2 separate regions of the Mus musculus genome follow, and region 2 is linked to region 1. Evidence: chromatin contacts called from public HiChIP or PLAC-seq data. All regions are on one chromosome and are shown on one strand. The core of a region is the stretch at or near the end of the contact, and the rest is flanking DNA. Distances in the headings are between cores, read along the strand shown. Region 1 overlaps Abcc3 (ATP-binding cassette, sub-family C (CFTR/MRP), member 3). Region 2 holds the start of Acsf2 (acyl-CoA synthetase family member 2).

What was found. HiChIP or PLAC-seq counts read pairs in DNA pulled down with a chosen protein or histone mark.
Region 2: an HNF4G HiChIP or PLAC-seq map of pancreatic cancer cells shows a contact between it and region 1. The contact joins the promoter of Acsf2 here to the enhancer-like site in region 1. A contact is called at or near these places in 22 of 39 promoter capture datasets (the 3T3-L1 cell line, 3T3-L1-derived adipocytes, the C10 cell line and 12 more) and 2 of 115 datasets of contacts at active chromatin or transcription factors (embryonic stem cells and pancreatic cancer cells).

The regions. Positions count from the first base shown.
Region 1 is chr11:94,344,625-94,348,816 of GRCm38.p6, reverse strand. It overlaps Abcc3 (ATP-binding cassette, sub-family C (CFTR/MRP), member 3), which reads left to right. Exons shown (of 31, transcript NM_001363187.1): 30 at 2,676-2,870. Among named protein-coding and RNA genes, the nearest start is that of Gm51871, 5.5 kb to the left of the region's middle. Within about 2 kb of position 1,951, at least 73 of the 459 cell types and tissues checked have an H3K27ac peak or open chromatin away from gene starts, as enhancers often do. A contact at or near this core is called in liver, pancreatic cancer cells and trophoblast stem cells, where this site is marked.
Region 2 is chr11:94,600,284-94,604,420 of GRCm38.p6, reverse strand. It overlaps Acsf2 (acyl-CoA synthetase family member 2), which reads left to right and starts at 2,635. Exons shown (of 16, transcript NM_153807.2): 1 at 2,635-2,778. The coding sequence starts at 2,651.

The sequences.
Region 1 (4,192 bases), core at 702-3,201:
AATTCTAGGATGCACCACCATACCCAGTAGAATAAATATTTTTTTAAATCTTAAGTATTTATTTAGTGACAGTTATGTGTAGGATGACTTACAGAAGCCGGTTCTCGCCTTCTAAGATGTGGGCTATGGGGATCAAATTCAGACCATCAGTCCCAGTGGCAAACACCTTTATCCACTGAACCATCTGACTCAGCGGCTCTCAACCTTCCCAACGCTACCACCCTTTAATACAGTTCCTCATATTGCGGTGACTCCCCCAATCTTTTTATTGCTACTTCATAAACACTTGTTATTATAAATCATAATGTAAATACCTGATATGAAGGATAACTGATATGTGACCCCCCCCAAAGGGGTTGCAACTCACAGGTTGAAAACCACTGACCTAACTAAACAGGCCCTGGAATCAATTCTAACAGCACATTTTATTTAGGCTAATGTATCTAAACTAACATTCACTGTGCCATCAGTATAAAAGCTATTAGGTGATATGAGCTTATTATTCCAGACCTTGGGAGGCTGAAACAGGGAAACGACTTTGAACTTAAAGCTAACCTGGGCTACATGATGCGTCCTTGTCTCAAAACAAAACAAAACAAAACAGGAAGTTGTTGTGGGTATTTTGCATTTTGCATTTTTTCAGTTTAGTATCCTGTATTTTCTGTTTTCTTTTTTTGTTTTGTTATTGTTGTTTTTGTTTCTATTTTGAGATAAGATCTCTCTATGTAAGTAGCCCTGGCTGTCCTAGAATTTGCTATGTAGACCAGGCTGGACTAAAACTCAGAGAGATCTTACCTCTGTCTCTCTGTCTCTGTCTCTCTGTCTCTCTCTCTCTGTCTCTCTCCCTCTCCCTCCCTCCCTCCCCCCCTCTCCCCCTCTCCCCCCTCTCCATCCCTCCCTCCCTGCCTCTGCCTCCTAAGATGAGATACCACACCTGGTTGTATTTTCCACTTTCAGCACAGCATTGTCCAGAGTAGCTAAAATTCAAGTCTGAAAGAGCCAGCTGTGGCCAGTCAGTGGCTCCACTTTGAAGGAAGCAGTCTTGGGTCTTTTCTGCATTTAGCCTACATATGCTCCTGTGAAGTGTCACCAAGTTCCCTCCTCTTTCTGCCCTCTCTCCTTTTCTTACTTTTTCCTTTTGGTGCTGGGGTCGAACCCAAGACCTTGCACACGCTCAGAAACACTCTACCGTGACCTACATTCCTAACCCTTTTTTTCCCCATCTTTATATGCAGCACATACTCATGTTTCAAAACTTGAAATAAACAAACAAAAGGTCACGCCTGACCGGTGCTTAATGTTTGCAGTATTCAAAGTACTGTGGCCTTCACCATCTCATTTAATCTTTACTGTTGCCCCATGGACCGGAAATAGAAATGGAATTACTTGCCCAAAATTGCATGGGCAGCCAGAGACAGGGCAAGGGACTCAGGGAAGTGTGAGACTTTTGTCCCCAATTACTGTCCTTGCTTCATCACAAGGCTCTCTCCAACCGAAAACATGTGGTTCGGGTCTGATGACACACACCTGTAGTCCCAACTAGTTGCCCTAAGAGAATTCAAAGTTCAAGGCCAGCCTTGGCTGGAGATGTAGCTCTTGCTGAGTGAATGTGAGGTCTGGGTTCAATCCCCAGTACAGCGCCTTCTCTCCTGCTCCAAAAGGTCTGTAAGGGTAAAGGTGTACCTTTTACTGGCTTTTACTTACATAAGCACACAGGGATATGGCTGATGGCAAGGAGGGGCTCTTCAATCCCGGTCTCTAGAGCTCTTGGCTGTCTGCTGGTCCCCAGCACTTCCCCAGAGTGTCTGTAGCCCTTTATACCAGGATCAGAGATGAAATGGTCCCTCCTTCTCCCTCAGTGAGATTGCGGTCACTTTAAGTATAACCTGTATTCTCTGCCAGGTCCACCATTAATCAGCCCTGAGTTCTATCTGGCAGCTCATTCTGCTGCCAAAACCTTCATTAGTTGCGGGAAGAGGCCAGGGAGGGAGGCTGGTCTTTACTCTGGCTGTGACTCACCCCTCTGGGAAGGGTTGAGGTATTTGTCCTTGTGTGTGTGTGTGTGTGGGGGGGGAATGCTATAGCCTCTGGTTGGGAACACAGCCTTGCTTTGCTTACTGGTTCTGGCTTTCAAGGCCAGAGGTTGAAGATAAGGATCAGCTCTCCTGGGTCGAAGTGAACAAAGATGGGGAGTCCCCAGGTTCTTCCCTTACACATCTCCCAAATAGAGCCCGAGGTCTCTATTCCCTGTGCGGGTAGGGGATGGCCGTCAGATGGTGTAATTGCAGTTTTAGCAAGAGGGCATGAATGGCTTGTATGTATCCAGGAAGAGCAATCCCAATATATTCTTACTAAAGTGTGATTGGCTGATACTGTGCACTGAAGGCACACAGTGGTACTAGCTGCAGAGTAGTCAGGAAGGAAGCACAGGAAGAAGAGACCTGAGAATATTTACAATGGAGCCGGCACAGTAGTGTTTGGCTCTGGCTCTAGCCTTCCAGGTGCCTCATTGTGGTACAAGCCCTTGCCCCTGTTCCTGGAGAACTGTGGCAGAACCAGGAAAGATTGACAACCAGTCCCGGGCTGCTGAGAAGGGGTGGAGACAGACATGTAAAGAAGGGTAGTCTGGAAGATAGCCTGGGCACCTAGCTGAAAACTCCTGCCTTCTTTCTCAGTGTTGGCCAGAGGCAGCTTGTATGCCTAGCCCGAGCCCTGCTCCGGAAGAGCCGAGTCCTGGTTTTAGACGAGGCCACTGCTGCCATTGACTTGGAGACGGATGACCTCATCCAGGGCACCATCCGTACCCAGTTTGAAGACTGCACCGTACTGACCATCGCCCACCGGCTCAACACAATCATGGACTACAACAGGTGAGCCCCAGAAGAGGTGGGAGGGGATCAGCAGCTGTCACCTGGGAGTCAGGAAGAGGCAGGGCCATTGAAAGTATCTGGGTGTGAAGCTCTTGGAATTGGCAATGGTATGGGGCGATAGAGCGGAATTCCCAAGCTTCGAGTACAGTGTAGAATAGAACAGGGCTAACTGGGTACATTGACACATGCAAAGAAAGACACAAGGTCCTTTGGGAATGACTAATATGTGACAAAAGGTACACCAGGCTTCCTAGACATCGGAAACTGCAGAGACCACCACAAAGGAGCCAGGGCTCCTTATTGTTGATGGGTAAGGGGAAGGGAATGTCCCCTCACGTCACTTCCAAGGTTGATGAGGGAGTGTTCGCATGTCCATCACATCGTCTGCCCCGTGTACCTCACTACTACCACCTGGGCCAGGGAAGTACACCAGTCACACCCCATAAAGCTGCTTGGGAGGTACATGACAGATTTCTGAGTCCCATCCTTGGTGAATAGACCCTAACAGTGCTGGAAAGAACTGATGCTTGTAGGGGAGGCTTTGTGTCTGAGCCAGAGCACTGAGCCCCTGTTTGCTGTGTGACTATAGGCAACTTGCAAGGCTTTTCTGGGCCTGCTTCAGATCTCTCAGAACGGCTGTTAAAGGGTCAATGAAATAATGGTTAAACCAAAGGTCATGCTGAGAGATGTCACTTTGCTCCCTAGCCCTCTTAAAGCCCATTTATTGTGAGTCTCCCTAGCACTTGTTCCTCCAAGGATTGCCCTCAGAATCTCTTGGCTTCCTTGGGCAGGGTGATGGGTCAACTGAAGTTTGCATGCTCTCTCAGAAGTGTCCTCATGCAGCCAGGAGGATCTTCCAGGGTGCGTGTGCGCGTCTGATGCATCCCTGTGTCTGACCCATCCCTTCTCCATGTCTACCCTCCATTCCCATTCAGAATCCCACTGAAAGCCGAGTTTAAGTAGCTGGAAATGCTGGCTTCACACCTGGAGGCTGGACTCGTTCCCCAGCAGCCCTTGGATGGGAGGCTTGGGCCCCCATCACGTGTGTGTGTGTGTGGTGGGGGGAGTTAGGAGTTCACACCTTCTAAAAGAGCAGACAGAAATTATGAGTCAGGTTACAGAGTGAGTATTTAGAGCTCACGGGAAGGAAGGAAGCAGGGGTCCCTGTGTGCAGGCAGAGGAGTCTACACAAGGTAACAGGACCCTCTCTGCTAAGAAAGTGCCAGCTAGACCTAAAGGATAAGAAAGGAGTGAGAGGGGAATGAGGAAGGGAGGGGCCTGCATACCTCAGAACTTGAGGCAGCACAGCCCCAAGGCAGGGA
Region 2 (4,137 bases), core at 1,386-3,885, 250 kb before region 1:
TGTGGTTGCTGGGATTTGAACTCAGGACCTTAAGAGCAGTCAGTGCTCTTAACCACTGAGCTATCTCTCCAGCCCCACTTTTTTTTTTTTCAGTACCGGGTTTCTCTATGTAGACCAGGCTTGCCTTGAACTCAGAGATCTGCCTGTCAACTAAAGGTGGGTGTGTGCTGCCATGCCAGCTTACCTTTTATTTTGAGACAGCATCTTTCTAATTGCCCAAGCAGGCCTTGACCTTTTAATCTTCCTGCTTCAATCTCTCTAAAGTAGCTGGTATTATATATCTATCTATCATCAGGCCTGCAACACAAAATTTATAAGACTATTGGCCTCTACCTTCTTCCTTCTCCTCCACCACCCCCTTTATCATTTCAGCTAAGACAATTTCTATGGCTAGAGGCATTATACTTGTTTCACTGTGATTAGATTTTTTGGACACAGGAGAACATGTTGACAGATTTATAATCTCAGCACTTTGGAGCAGGAGGCAGGAGGATCAGGAGTTCAAGACCAACATCAGTTACTTAGTAAGTTTGAAGCCAGCCTGGGCTTCATGATACCTTGTCTCCAAAAAATAGCAACAGTAGGAGCCCAGGAGATGGTTCGGTGGGTAAGGGTGCTTCCTGCCAAGCGTAATGACCTGAGTTCAATCCCTGGACTCACACAGTGTAAGGAGAGACCAACTTCAACAAGTTGTCTTCTGATCTCCATTGTGTGCACGTATGGTGTGCACGAACAAATCACATAAGATTGGCCACAGTGGTGCAAGTCTGTAATTCCAGAAGACAAAAGGAGGCAGGAGGATCAAAGTTCAAGGTCATGCTAAGATTTATACAGATGAGGTCAGCCTGAGCTATATGAGACCCTGTCTCAAAAAAAAAAAAAAAAAAAGCTACTTCATGTTGACATTAGAGCCCCTTTCTCTGTCTGTCTGTCTGTCTGTCTGTCTCTTTTTTTTCTCCCTAGGGTGGCCACAGACTCCCTGTGTAGCTGAAGATGACTTTGAGTTCCTGATTCTCCTACCTTTATTGCCCTGGCTGGAATCATGCAGGTCTATGAGTCCATTTCTGAGTCAGAGAAACAAGGGGAAGGCGATAAAGGCTTCCCCAGGCTAGCCCATAGGACAGGCAGAATGGCTTATCTTCCCTTCCCCCCAAGACTCACTCAGAGACTAGTCAGGAAGAGAAAGGGTCCCGGGGACCAGAATGTACCCTTCACTTTGCCAGGACAATTATTTATCTAGAAGGAATCAACGATTTGTCCAGGGTCATCCACCAAGCCTTCAAGGCAGGGCTTGGCTCCTGAACTTGGGATACCAGTCAGCACCCTTCACTCCCTGGGCCTGGCTGTCTGAAACCACTGTATACATTTGATTTGGAGGGCATCATGCCGTTTCAAGCCCAGCTTTTCAAAGTCTCTCCTCTTGACTTGTTCTCCAACGGAACACAGATTCTTTCCAAAAAGCTGTCAGAGGGAGAGGGAGAGGGAGAGAAAGAGAGAGATATCTGGTCACTCTGGAGATCAGAGAAGGAGTAGCTGTATTAGTCATGACCCCAGCTGAACCAGATCAAGGCAAAGGTTCACCAGGCTAACCTCCACCCTCCGCCAACTGTTCCTCTGCCTGGCTTTCTTCATTCCAAGTCAGGAGAAGGGAAGCCACCCGGCCGGGGGCCTTTCTTCTCTTCTTTCCCAGATCGTTCAGGACAACGAGGAGCTAGAAAGTGGAGGACTAGTGTACTCATCTTTGGACACCCAGCGCACAGCCTGAGCACTCACCTCTTGTAGATCTTGTCACCCATCCTCCTTGGATGACGTTAGAATACATTCCTAAGGGCACAGCTAGAGGGTTGAGTCACAAAGTCAGGGTCCTTTGGAGCCTAGGGGAGCAGCTGAGGAAATTGTGTTTAAGGCTTCAGGCTAGAGCAGAAAGAGGGAAGGTAGGATACAACAGACGCGTCCCTGATGCCACCTAATCTTGTCTACCTGGTACTCTTCTCAGAGTCGTGGGGAGGATGCAAGGTCGAAGTAAAGCTGACTCTTAGCCTCTGGCCAGACTAGCACCTTGGTCCCCGGAGGTCTCCGAATACAGAGGGGTTTACCCATCAGAGCGGTAGGTCCCAACTACCTTTCCTCTCCCCAGAGGCCCTCTGCTCCAGTTGGCAGGCCTCAGGGGCACTCGGGGCAGATTCCTTTGGCCTGTAGCTCAGCACCCAGGAAGTCCCCACGTGACCCAAGCCCTACTGGGCACGTGGGACCAACCAGTCCAGGCATTGTCATCTGGCTCTATATAGACTGTTGATTGTTTTCCCGTTTATGAAACTCTTAGGCCCTCCAAAGTTAGAGTGATGATTGCAGGAAGGCCCTGTATTGTGCTGCAGAGCCGGTCTTGGGAGCCCCGGGAGGGGGAGGGGGGACAAGGGCGGGACTTCGAGGGCGGGCTTGAAGGGCTGCAGTTCCCACGCAAAGGTGGCCAGGACCGAGTCGCCACTTCCCGGCCTCTCCTCGCCCCGCCCCGCCCCGCCCCGCGGGGACCCAGTCCTCCTCACCCCATAGGCAGAGCGACCCTCCCGCCTCCCCGTCCGCTTCTTAATTACCCTCGCCTCGTTCACTTTCAAAGTTTACTCCCGGCCCGGACCCGCGGCGGAAGCGAGCCATGGCTGTCTATCACGGGATGCTGCGCTTCGGGAGGCTGTGTATCGCGAGCCTGGGGGCGCGGGGCCCCCGGACGCTGCTCTCTCGCCCTCGGCCGAACTCGAAGTTGCAGAGTGTCCGCGCTCTCAGGTACCCCGAGCAGCATTCCGAAAAGAGAGGGGGCTGGGCAGTCCCGAGAAGGGAACTTGGGAGTTCTGCAGTGCTTGGCAGGGGCTGACCCCACTCTGGGTAGCCCTCACACACACTACCCTACCACCTAGGCAAAGGGAAAAGCCAGGCCTGCCCGGGATCTGGGGCTGCTGCTCATAGCCACAGGAGTCCCAGGCTGAGTTCAAATTCTAGTTCAGAATTCTGTATGCGTCCCATGTGGTACACAGAGCCAGGAGTGGAGGCTTTTTAACAGTACACCCGAGGAATAGAGCTGAATACTGCTAGGGCATTCTCTCAGCTGTATTAACTCCCGTGAAAAATGTGGGGACCGTTTGGGGGTCCACAGGGCACTGAGTATAACAGATCTTTCCTTCCTTTGTTTTCTTTTCCTTCCTTCTTTTCCTCCACCACCTCCTCTACTTTTTGGAGCAGGGTTCTCTCTGTAGCTGTGGTTGTCCTGAAACTCGCTCTGTACACCAGGCTAGCCTTGAAATCACAGAGATCTGCCTGACTCTGCCTTCTGAGTGCAGAGACTAAAGACCTGTACCACCACTGCCCGGCTTCCTTCCTCCTTTCAGTCATTACCACTTCTGGGCCCATTTTTTCATCTGTCTTCAGTGCAAGATCTGGGAAAGGGGTTGGCAGGAGAGAGTTGGCTGAATAAATCTAATATGACCAGACACGGAGGGGACTGCAGGAGCTTGCTGGGGAAAGGCCAAGCTGGGAGAGTTGGCTGTGCAACAAGGTGAATGGTGGTATCCTCTGCGTCCAGTAGGTATGCACATCGCCTATCCTGCTCTACCGCACGGAAGGGCAAACTACTAAGCCTGTTGTCCGTATTATTGTGCAGGCTGTGGTCTTGGAAAGGAATAGTGGAGGCACGGCAGAAAGAGGAATATGTCTCAGAAAACACTACTAAGTTTAAAAGACACTACTAAGGCCGATGAGAGTAGTGGTGTGTACCTTTAAGGCAGAGCCAGGGTTTCTGAGTTCAAGGCCAGCTTGGCCTATGAAGTAAATTCCAGGACAGTTGGGGCTAAACAGATAAACCCTGTGCACCCAATCAAAAGACAGCCCCCCTGAGAAGAAGTTGGACGGACAAGTTGGAAGATGTCTTTTTGGCTGGAACTCTCAGGTTCTGAGAGCTAAGTGCCTTCTGAGAATTAAGAAACAAACTGGTGTGTGTGTGTGTGTGTGTGTGTGTGTGTGTGTGTGTGTGTGTGTATGTATGTATGTATGTGAATTAGCACTCTAACACTGATGTTAGTACATGTTCAGCTCCTGTGAAGTGCTTTAACATCCCTCTGCCTTCTTTCCTGAGGAGACCTAGGGGCTCAT